Regions from separate parts of the Callithrix jacchus genome. Here region 2 is linked to region 1. A link is a contact called in public Hi-C data. All regions are on one chromosome and are shown on one strand. Each heading gives the region's core, a stretch centred on a gene start, on an enhancer-like site or on the middle of the called end of the contact. The rest is flanking DNA. Distances are from core to core; before and after follow the strand shown.

Region 1 (4,345 bases), core at 532-3,031:
CATGAAATTTTATAGTAAGATGGCAGCCTTCAAAGAAGGCTTTGGCTAACAAGGCTGCCCCTGGCGGGGCCCATAGGCCCCAGGAGCCAGCACCCTGTCCTCTGCACTCAGTGGACCTGGCAGCCAAGTCCAGAAAGGCTGGGTGATGACTGCCTCTTTCAGATGGGGCTGTACTGTTCTTGGTAAAGGTCTGAGTTTATGCAGGTGGGGAATGTCCAGAAAGGAGTGGGAAGACTCAGCCACAGCCCCCAGCTTGGGCTCTATCCCCTACAGTTATGTGATCCTGGATAAAGTGCTCCATTTTGAACAACAGCCCTCATTATAGAAGGAGGAAGAGACATAAAAGAGCTTCCTTCCCCTCTGAAATTCCTTGTCTTTATGCCAGAGGTGAATTATTTGTCCACAGACTTTCTCTGTTTTGCTAATGGAGCTCTCCAGATTTTGCTTTTCAGAAGAATAGCTTCTTTAAAGTACTTCGCATACTAAAATGGCAAAACATATTCACAGGGACAAAATGATTGATGTTACTTTATCGAGGACTCACACATCGACCTATTCAAACCTCACAACGATCTTGGGCTTAGCTGCCACCCACACTGGTGCTGAGGAATAAATATGCTCTATATGCTCCACAGTATCTTCCAGACAAGCGAACTGCTACTCTTGCCGTTAATACATTTTTTTGCTTTTCCTGAGATGCATGAATCTTCATATTTCCTTCAATAGCCTCAACATGCTGGAAATACAAGAGGATGACTACCACTAACATGGACGTGCGGGACTGAGTGGTGAGGGCGGCTGGGTGTCCCCTCTGCCGTGTCCTCTCCAGGTGACAGGTTTCCTTCCAGGCAGCACATCTGGGCTCCACTCCCTTCACCTTTACCTGCTCTGCTCAAGGTTGTCCTACAAACCCCAGACCTTGAAGGTTTCACAAAACCACTGAAATGGTTTCGTCTGAGACTAAGGCTGAAAGCTCTACCAGTACCAGGGATTTCCCACGTCTGGCAGCACACGGAGACTGACAATCTTTCCTGTATTCAGCGGATATTCCCTGGAACCAGCTATAAAAGAAACGGCAGCTGTCATGTTTATCCTCCATGAACTTGTGTACTTGCATGAGGCGGGGGAAGAGCTCTATCGTACCCAGGGGGAGAACAAAAACCAAAACCACTTAAACCACAGCTGCTCTCAGGTGTGTGGCGACATAGGCAGCAGTGAACATTTTAGCGTAGTACAAAAATAGCCAAACAAGTCCCACAGCTGTTTCATTTCTACCATTATTTTCCATATGTTGAAAAATAGTTCATTGGGCCGGGCGCAGTGGCTCACACCTGTAATCCAGCACTTTGGGAGGCCGAGGCAGGTGGATCACTTGAGGTCAGGAGTTTGAGACCCGCCTGGACAACATGGTGAAACCCTGTCTCTACTAGAAATACAAAAATTAGCTGGGTGTGGTGGCACAAGCCTATAGTCCCAGCTACTCAGGAGGCTGAGGCAGGAGAATCATTTGAACCTGGGAGATGGAGGTTTCAGTGAGCCGAGATCACACCAATGTGCTCCAGTCTGGGTGACAGAGTAAGACTCTGTCTCAAAAAAAAAAAGAAGAGAAAGTTCACGGACTGACTGCTCTATTCTGCCTGGAAATGACCAGGCAGAGAACAGAAGAGTGTGATAGAGTGAAGGCTTCTCAGTATGTATTCAGGACAAGGACTTCGCTCTAAGAGGCAGCTTTAGTAAAGATACACCCTTCAGCCTCAATACTGGGGTATGGGACGGCAGGGCTGCAGAGAAAAGCAGGCAGCAGTGACCAAAGCAGCAGCCACAGCTGTCTTGACATTTACTACCTGCCAGCCCCTGCCTGCAGCACTGCGCAGTGGTGAGAATTATCAGTACCGGTTCCGAGTCAGCAGGCCCGGATCTGAACTGGCTCTGCTCCTGACCAGCTGTGAGGGCTTGGAAAGTCCCTGAACTTTCTGAGCCTCAGTTTCCTCTTTATCTGAAAAATGGAGAGAAAAGTGCTCCCCATGAGGTTACCGCAAGGGTTAGGGAAGACCTTCATATAAGACACCAGGTAGACTCAGCAGGGCTTTGGTAAATGTTAGCTACTTTTACTACTTAGTTCTTCTTTGACAGTTACTGACCTGAGTATAAATGCAGTTCAGAGGCGTTTAGAAGCACAATGAGAAGACAAGCATGCTAAGGCACCCACCTAGCAGAGCAGCAGGAAAAAGTGCCCCGGGGGAAACATCAGAGGAGGCGAGCAGAGGTTCCCAACCCACACAGAGAGCCCACTCCTTTCCCTAGAAAAATCATACACCCACTTCCCACAGACAATGAGAAAGACTGAAGGCTCACAGTGGTGATCTTCTTCATCATACAAACACATAAATGAAACATCTTGGTTAAAATTAAATCTTTGTTATGTGATTTCAGATAAATTACCTCTCTACTACAAAGTAGTTGTACTTTAGATTCAAGGGGAAACTACTTACCTAATTTTAAAGTTGTAAAGTTACAATACCAGGGAGAAACCACTGGAAGCACTGAGCACCGGCCCTTTCCAAAATGAAGGAGTGAGTCTCACAATACATATCATTTGTGTTGCTGGGTGTGTGTGTGTTTTAGTTGATTGTTTTGGAATCTGGCCGGGGGCAGGGGGATTATTCTACTGGTCTATAATCAAATACATGGCAACTCTGAATGATTAAATCTTGCATGTAGTCAAAATATTTAATTTGGGAGAAAGAAATGAATTTACTTAATTTTATCTAGGTAGTCTGAATAATGAAAGTTCTAGTAAGTCCATTCCATGAAAATAAGCTTCTTTATTAAAAAACAAAACAAAACAACAAAACTCAAATTTGGGCAGCCTCTGGTAAAAACAGTAAGGTAATAAAAATCCTCTTCTCCTGTTCCACGTCTAACATGTAGTGAGATGTAACAGACTCACTGACTGGAGAACACGCTGGTAATCTAAACATTATCGCCTCTGGGGCTTCAAGATTACTCCTTTAAATATGAGCAGATATTTTGGAAGCACTGGCATATGAGTAACCAGTCATAAACAATTCCTTTGCTGAGTCACACGCCTGATTTTTTCGGGGATAAGAAATTCCTCTTGGCCATTGCCTTTTGAGGAGCAAACACACTGCGCCAACATTTAGCCTCACAATTCTGTAGGGATTGGATAAGAATCTCACTCTAATCAGGTAACGCTCCAATCAACTTCGCTGAAACACATTTTGCAACTATAAATAACTTGATTTCCTGTGCTCAGCGTAAGTGGCAGTTGAGACTGCAGGGTTTTTTGAAAGTTGCTAAGGAGGCTTCCGCTGTATGATATTAGTTCAGAGTGAACAGAAACTGACTCTGAAAGGAAAAGGGAAATTTAATCTCCATCTCTGCCCCAGTAGGACACTCTCAATACTATTAGAAAAGACCTACCTTACTATATTTCTATCTTACCTGCCCGGGGAAATGACATGCCTAAAACACACCATATGATTCCAGGTTCTACCATCTCAGACTGAGCTAGGGCAGAGCCGGCCCACCTTGTGCCAACTTCATCCCCACATTGGTCAAGACTCCCACTCTCCCAGACCTGGGGACCCTGGGCCAGTTACCTACAATGAGATGGGGCTTGGGAGGATGTGTGTGCATGCTCTCCTCTAACAGCCTTCTCCCAGTGCTGGTGGTTTAGAAAGGCTGAGTGCTAATCGGTATGTGGAAAGAGAGGGGGTGACACAAGTCATCGCAAACACGGGGAAGTTACAAAAGCTGAGGAAATGCCGTTTCTCCACTGTCCCCATTGGAGCCTCTCCTATGGCTCCAGGGCCAGCGCCCACTTGCTGAAGCCCAAGCTCCCACTCAGATCCTGCTTTTGTCTTCTAATTGAGGTGGAATTCACCAAATCTACTTCCTCCGACCAACCCAGCTCTCCTCTGAATGGATGCGGCCCCCAGTCCCTCCTCTCCACAGGAGACCCATCTCTGAACCCACAGACACAATGCAGAACACGAACTGGCACAAACCAGTGTGAAACATCCACTACCACTATCCTGAGGGTATGCCCAGCCCATGGCCCAAGGGAGCCACTGGGTGACACCCCTTCCAATATACCCCCACCCATGGTGAACCCCAATTCCTATCATCACTTAGCACGCTTCCTTCCCCACCTAACCATTAACTTCTTAACAGGAACTAAATTTTGGTTTTGTTCACCATGTCCCACTCTGATAAAGTTTCTGTGACCATTTGCCAAGAAAAGCTCCTACAGGTTCACGATTTCTTACTATAAACGCTTGGGGCCATGCTTTAGAATTCAGTATTTCTAGACGTCAGAAAC
Region 2 (4,345 bases), core at 534-3,033, 50 kb before region 1:
ATAAAGAAGATAGTTTAACTCTTGATGGGATATGAAAATCCAGTTTAGGCTGGGTGTGGTGGCTTATGTCTGTAATCCCAGTACTTTGGGAGGCTGAGGTAGGCGGATCATGAGGTCAGGAGGTCAAGACCAGACTGGCCAACATGGTGAAATCCCGTCTCTACTAAAAAATAGAAAAATTAGCTGGGCATGGTGGCTCGTGCCTGTAATCCCAGCTACTTGGGAGGCTGAGGTAGGAGAATTGCCTGAACAGGGACCCGGGAGGTGGCGGTTCCAGTGAGCTGAGATTACACCACTGCACTCCAGCCTGGGCTACAGAGCGAGACTCCATCTTAAAAAAAAAAAAAAAATCCAGTTTAACAGACTGCCAAGTGAACCACTGAAAGCAACTGGCATTTGGCTCCACGGTGTAAAATGCGTTTCTGGCTGCTGGTCAGCAATGGCTCAATATTGTGTACAAATAAACGAAGCTCCAGGTATGCGTTCGTCTACCTATAAAGAAAGCTGTGTCCGTAAAACAAGGGCCCACCAAGTCTTTTTTTCTTTTTGATATTTCTTGCAAGACAGCTGAGAAAGAATACACACTGGGCCCATAAACCTTAATTTTGGAGGGACAGGGCTTTACCACATCTTTATCCTGCATGGTTTTACGTCTATTGCTTTTATAATTTGTAAAATGTCAAATAAGGGGAAAAAACTCCCAAAAACCATAGTTTGCTGTTTCTATCATTTTTTTTTTAAAAAAGTCTGTGCTCTGAAGAACGTAACAGACTCAAAAGAAAATCTGGGCATATTTTAAAGTAGAGACCAGGCAGAAAAAAAATAAAAATTAAGCCCTTGATGAAAGCTGATGGCAAATGTACGTGCAACCTTTCTCTATTTTACATAATAAATTTCATTTTGTGTGTTGTCGGAATGAAAAGGGATTTGCCAGCAAGATTTCCTGAAACACAGGAAGGCAGCGCAGCCCGGTGGAGAGCCACGCAGCCCCACTGGCGTCCACCAGATGGCGGTGTGTCGCTGCCGCAGGGGCCAGGCCCGGACAGAGGGCACGGGCAGTGGAGCCCACCTTAACCAAGCCCCCTTTCCTAAGCCCTCGCAGAGCCGGGTAAGGAATCAGATGGTGTGTTTCATCTCAACATAAAGCACACACTTCCTCTCTAAAATGACGAAGAAATGGAACCCATGCCAGGATTTTAAACACTGTCATGGCCACTGCACGGCCTGGTGTGGAGGCCTGGAGGAGGTGTGCCTGGTGCAGAGTGGGGTCAGAGGGCACAGTAGCCGCAGGTGGTGCAGGTTGCTCTGCCCGCCCACCCCAGCCCGGGACGGCCGAGCACCGAACGCTGCAGACAGAGCAGCCTGTCAGCGTCATGACTCTCGTATTTTGAGCGATACTAAACATTTCAGGCCAGAGTGAAACTTCACACGAACAGGTTTATACAGTATTTGTGTCGTATTTTCTAGCCACAGCTGAGTATATACAAAGACACCGTTGAAAATCTGGAAATAGTCACTTTTAAAATTTGTCTGTGGAATTAGTTTATGTCAGTTTTCCTTTCAAAAGCAAATGTTTCAAGGAGTACATTAAATAGTTTATTAATCCAACCTTCTGATATTGTGTCTAAAGGAGTTTACTACTTAGGTTCATGTACACACGATGCCTGGCGAGGCTTAAGCGCTAGGTTTTCCATGTTTCCTAGAGACAGAGGACCTGTTCACGGACCCAGAGGCACCCTATTCAAGGGCCCAGGTACAAAAAGGAAGCTGTCCCCAATGCCCAGCCAGGCAACACCAGACCCGGGTGGAAAACGGGATCACTGAAGCCACATCCTCGCAAGGTCCCTCTCCAGACACAAGCTAACAGCAAACACTGCTCAGAAAACTCCCATTTTAAGGGTCATTTTCCTTCAGATTTCAATGATAGCAGAATCTACCATTAGAGTGACAGTTTTTGGTTTTAAATCCAATAATATTTACTTTAGCCTGAATGACTTATCTTTGAACTCTGGTGTTTATAATTCAAGACCTGTTTTTCCACCTGGTCCCTGCCCCTGCCTCTTTGTGCAACAAATGCCATGAGTCAAAACAGTGTTGTTTTTCTAGTTCAAACGGGCAGAGATCTGAGTCCATCGCTCCTGTTTTCTCTGAATACGCAAGGTAAGATACGGACCTGCTTTCTCCTTGGGATAATCCTGTTGGATGTTTCAGAAATGTGGTGGCTTTGCCAGGTTCCCAGTGGGATTCCAGGGCCTGGATGACCTGGACCTGTCAGCTTCACCAGGCAGTCGCTCTGCTTGGGGTGGCCCAAGTCTGGGCCATGAACCCTCCGGATTCCAGCTCTCCAGGCACCTTTACCTCCCCACACACCCACGCTGCTGGGCTTCACACCACGTGTGATCACCCGATGAGCATCTGTCTGCCCCTGTCTGTGTGTCCCATGAGGGCTGGGGCAGGTCTCTGTCTGCTCATACAAGGGCCCTGTTTCTGGAACATTCTAGGCGCTCATTAAACACTGAATGAACATAATGTCCTCAAGGAGAAGATCCTGGCCATGCTGGAGGGGAAGAAAACACAGCTCATCCACAGCATGGGAGAAGATGAGAATGAGGTGAACATATTCTGTGTCCCTCTGAGATGGGGCCGATATCCTCTCTGCTTTCCGAAGGACCCTGGGAGGACCAAGGGAGTAGAAAAAACTTTAGGTCTTGACCCTGGTGGTGGTCTCTGGACACTGAAGCAGTTTATTTTCTTGAAGTGGGACAAGTGGTCACTTCCTTCATTCTGGTTACTACTGCCCTTGAATGCCACTGCCCTCCTGCCACCCCAAAGGGGGCACCAGCCCTCCCTCCCCTCTGACAAGTGTGACAAGTTCACCTGTACACCTGCATCCCCCAAACGCAGGGTGGGACTTCCTGTAGAGACTGCAGGGCTGCCCCTGCCTGACTTCACATTTTCCTTGTCCCCTGTCCTCACTCAAACTGGCCCTGGATACGTGTTCCTGATGATGTCCTGGGAGCATTTTCCATGAGCTGCTCGCTGGAACAACTGTAACCCGTCCCTGGCTAACCCCAGCCACGGAGAAACAAGTTTCCATGCCCCTTTGTGTTTGGTTATTACTGCTTTTTTTTTTTTTTTGAGACAGTCTCACTGTGTTGTCCAGGCTGGAGTAGTACAATGGTGTGATCTTGGTTCACTGCGAGCTCCACCTCGCAGGTTCAAGTCTCCTGCCTCAGCCTCCTAAGTAACTGGGATTACAGGTGTGCACCACCATACCTGGCTAATTTTTGTATTTTTAGTAGAGACAGGGTTTCACTACTGAGGTCAGGCTGGTCTCAAACTCCTCATGATCCACCCTCCTCGGCCTCCCAAAGTGCCAGGGTTAGAGGCATGAGCTGCTGCGCCTGACCTGTTTTTGCTATTTAAGGGTGTCGTGATCCCTCTTTCCAGGGGAAGCACAGGAAGCTTATGTGCCAGCTAGATGTCCCAAACCAGGAAGGAGAGCTGTGACATTTGAACCTGGGTTCTGAAACACCTTGCCTTAAAGCACTTCCTGCTCCATGTGACCCTGAGGAAGGCCAGATTGGAGGGTCATTTGCCTTTGCCCCCATGCTCACCCTAGGCCCTGCCCAAGACCTACTGCTCCTCCCTCCCAGGAGGAAGGATCGGGGAGTCCCATCCAGGCCCTCCTGGCTTCTTCCCATCAACAAAGCCAAACACATCCACCAATACTTTCTGTTGTACCAGGAGGTCCAAAATACACAGCAATGGTGTAAGTGTCCCAAGAAGGAAAACAGAAATGGAGTCGATTGAGTGTAAGAGGACCGTGAGTTTTGGAAATTATGGAAAGAAGCCAGCTTACTTCTGTCTCCCAGGCCCTTCAGATACTAGGGATGCTGCCTGTGCTCGCCGTCCTTCTATCCTTAACGTGATCAATCAAGGAATACTGTAACCACATCCCCTAGGGAACTGCCCTGTACTCTGCAGAGACCTCTCTGCATTCTAAGAACCACATATAGGAGGTTTCATCAGATGTGGGGTCCCCAGCCACCATGAGGCATCCAGGATGAGAAGGAGGACAGCCCCGGCCCTCACTGTGGCATTCTGACCTTCATTCCCTAAGCGTGCCAACCGCCCCACGAGCAACTGACCTTTGTTAGCTGAGCAATGGATTCAGGGAAGGAAGAGCAGACACGAGGAGGTCACCCGCCCCCCATCAGGCCCCAGGATGCCCAGGAAGGCGGACCCCACATCTTTCTGTTCATGATCATCTACTAAACCTGCGAGTAAATTGACGAAGAAATCTGTATTATTTCAATCTCTTCAATTTCATATGACGAAGAAA

What was found. A called contact is a pair of places that touch in the nucleus more often than the background predicts.
Region 2: a contact with region 1 is called in a Hi-C map of skeletal muscle, with 2.7 times the contacts expected there. The contact joins two enhancer-like sites. A contact is called at or near these places in 2 of 3 Hi-C or Micro-C datasets (induced pluripotent stem cells and skeletal muscle).

The regions. Positions count from the first base shown.
Region 1 is chr6:159,004,692-159,009,036 of calJac240_pri, reverse strand. All of the region lies in intron 1 of LRRFIP1 (LRR binding FLII interacting protein 1), which reads right to left. Among named protein-coding and RNA genes, the nearest start is that of LRRFIP1, 77 kb to the right of the region's middle. Within about 2 kb of position 1,781, at least 5 of the 16 cell types and tissues checked have an H3K27ac peak or open chromatin away from gene starts, as enhancers often do. A contact at or near this core is called in skeletal muscle, where this site is marked.
Region 2 is chr6:159,054,264-159,058,608 of calJac240_pri, reverse strand. All of the region lies in intron 7 of LRRFIP1 (LRR binding FLII interacting protein 1), which reads right to left. Among named protein-coding and RNA genes, the nearest start is that of RBM44, 52 kb to the left of the region's middle. Within about 2 kb of position 1,783, at least 6 of the 16 cell types and tissues checked have an H3K27ac peak or open chromatin away from gene starts, as enhancers often do. A contact at or near this core is called in skeletal muscle, where this site is marked.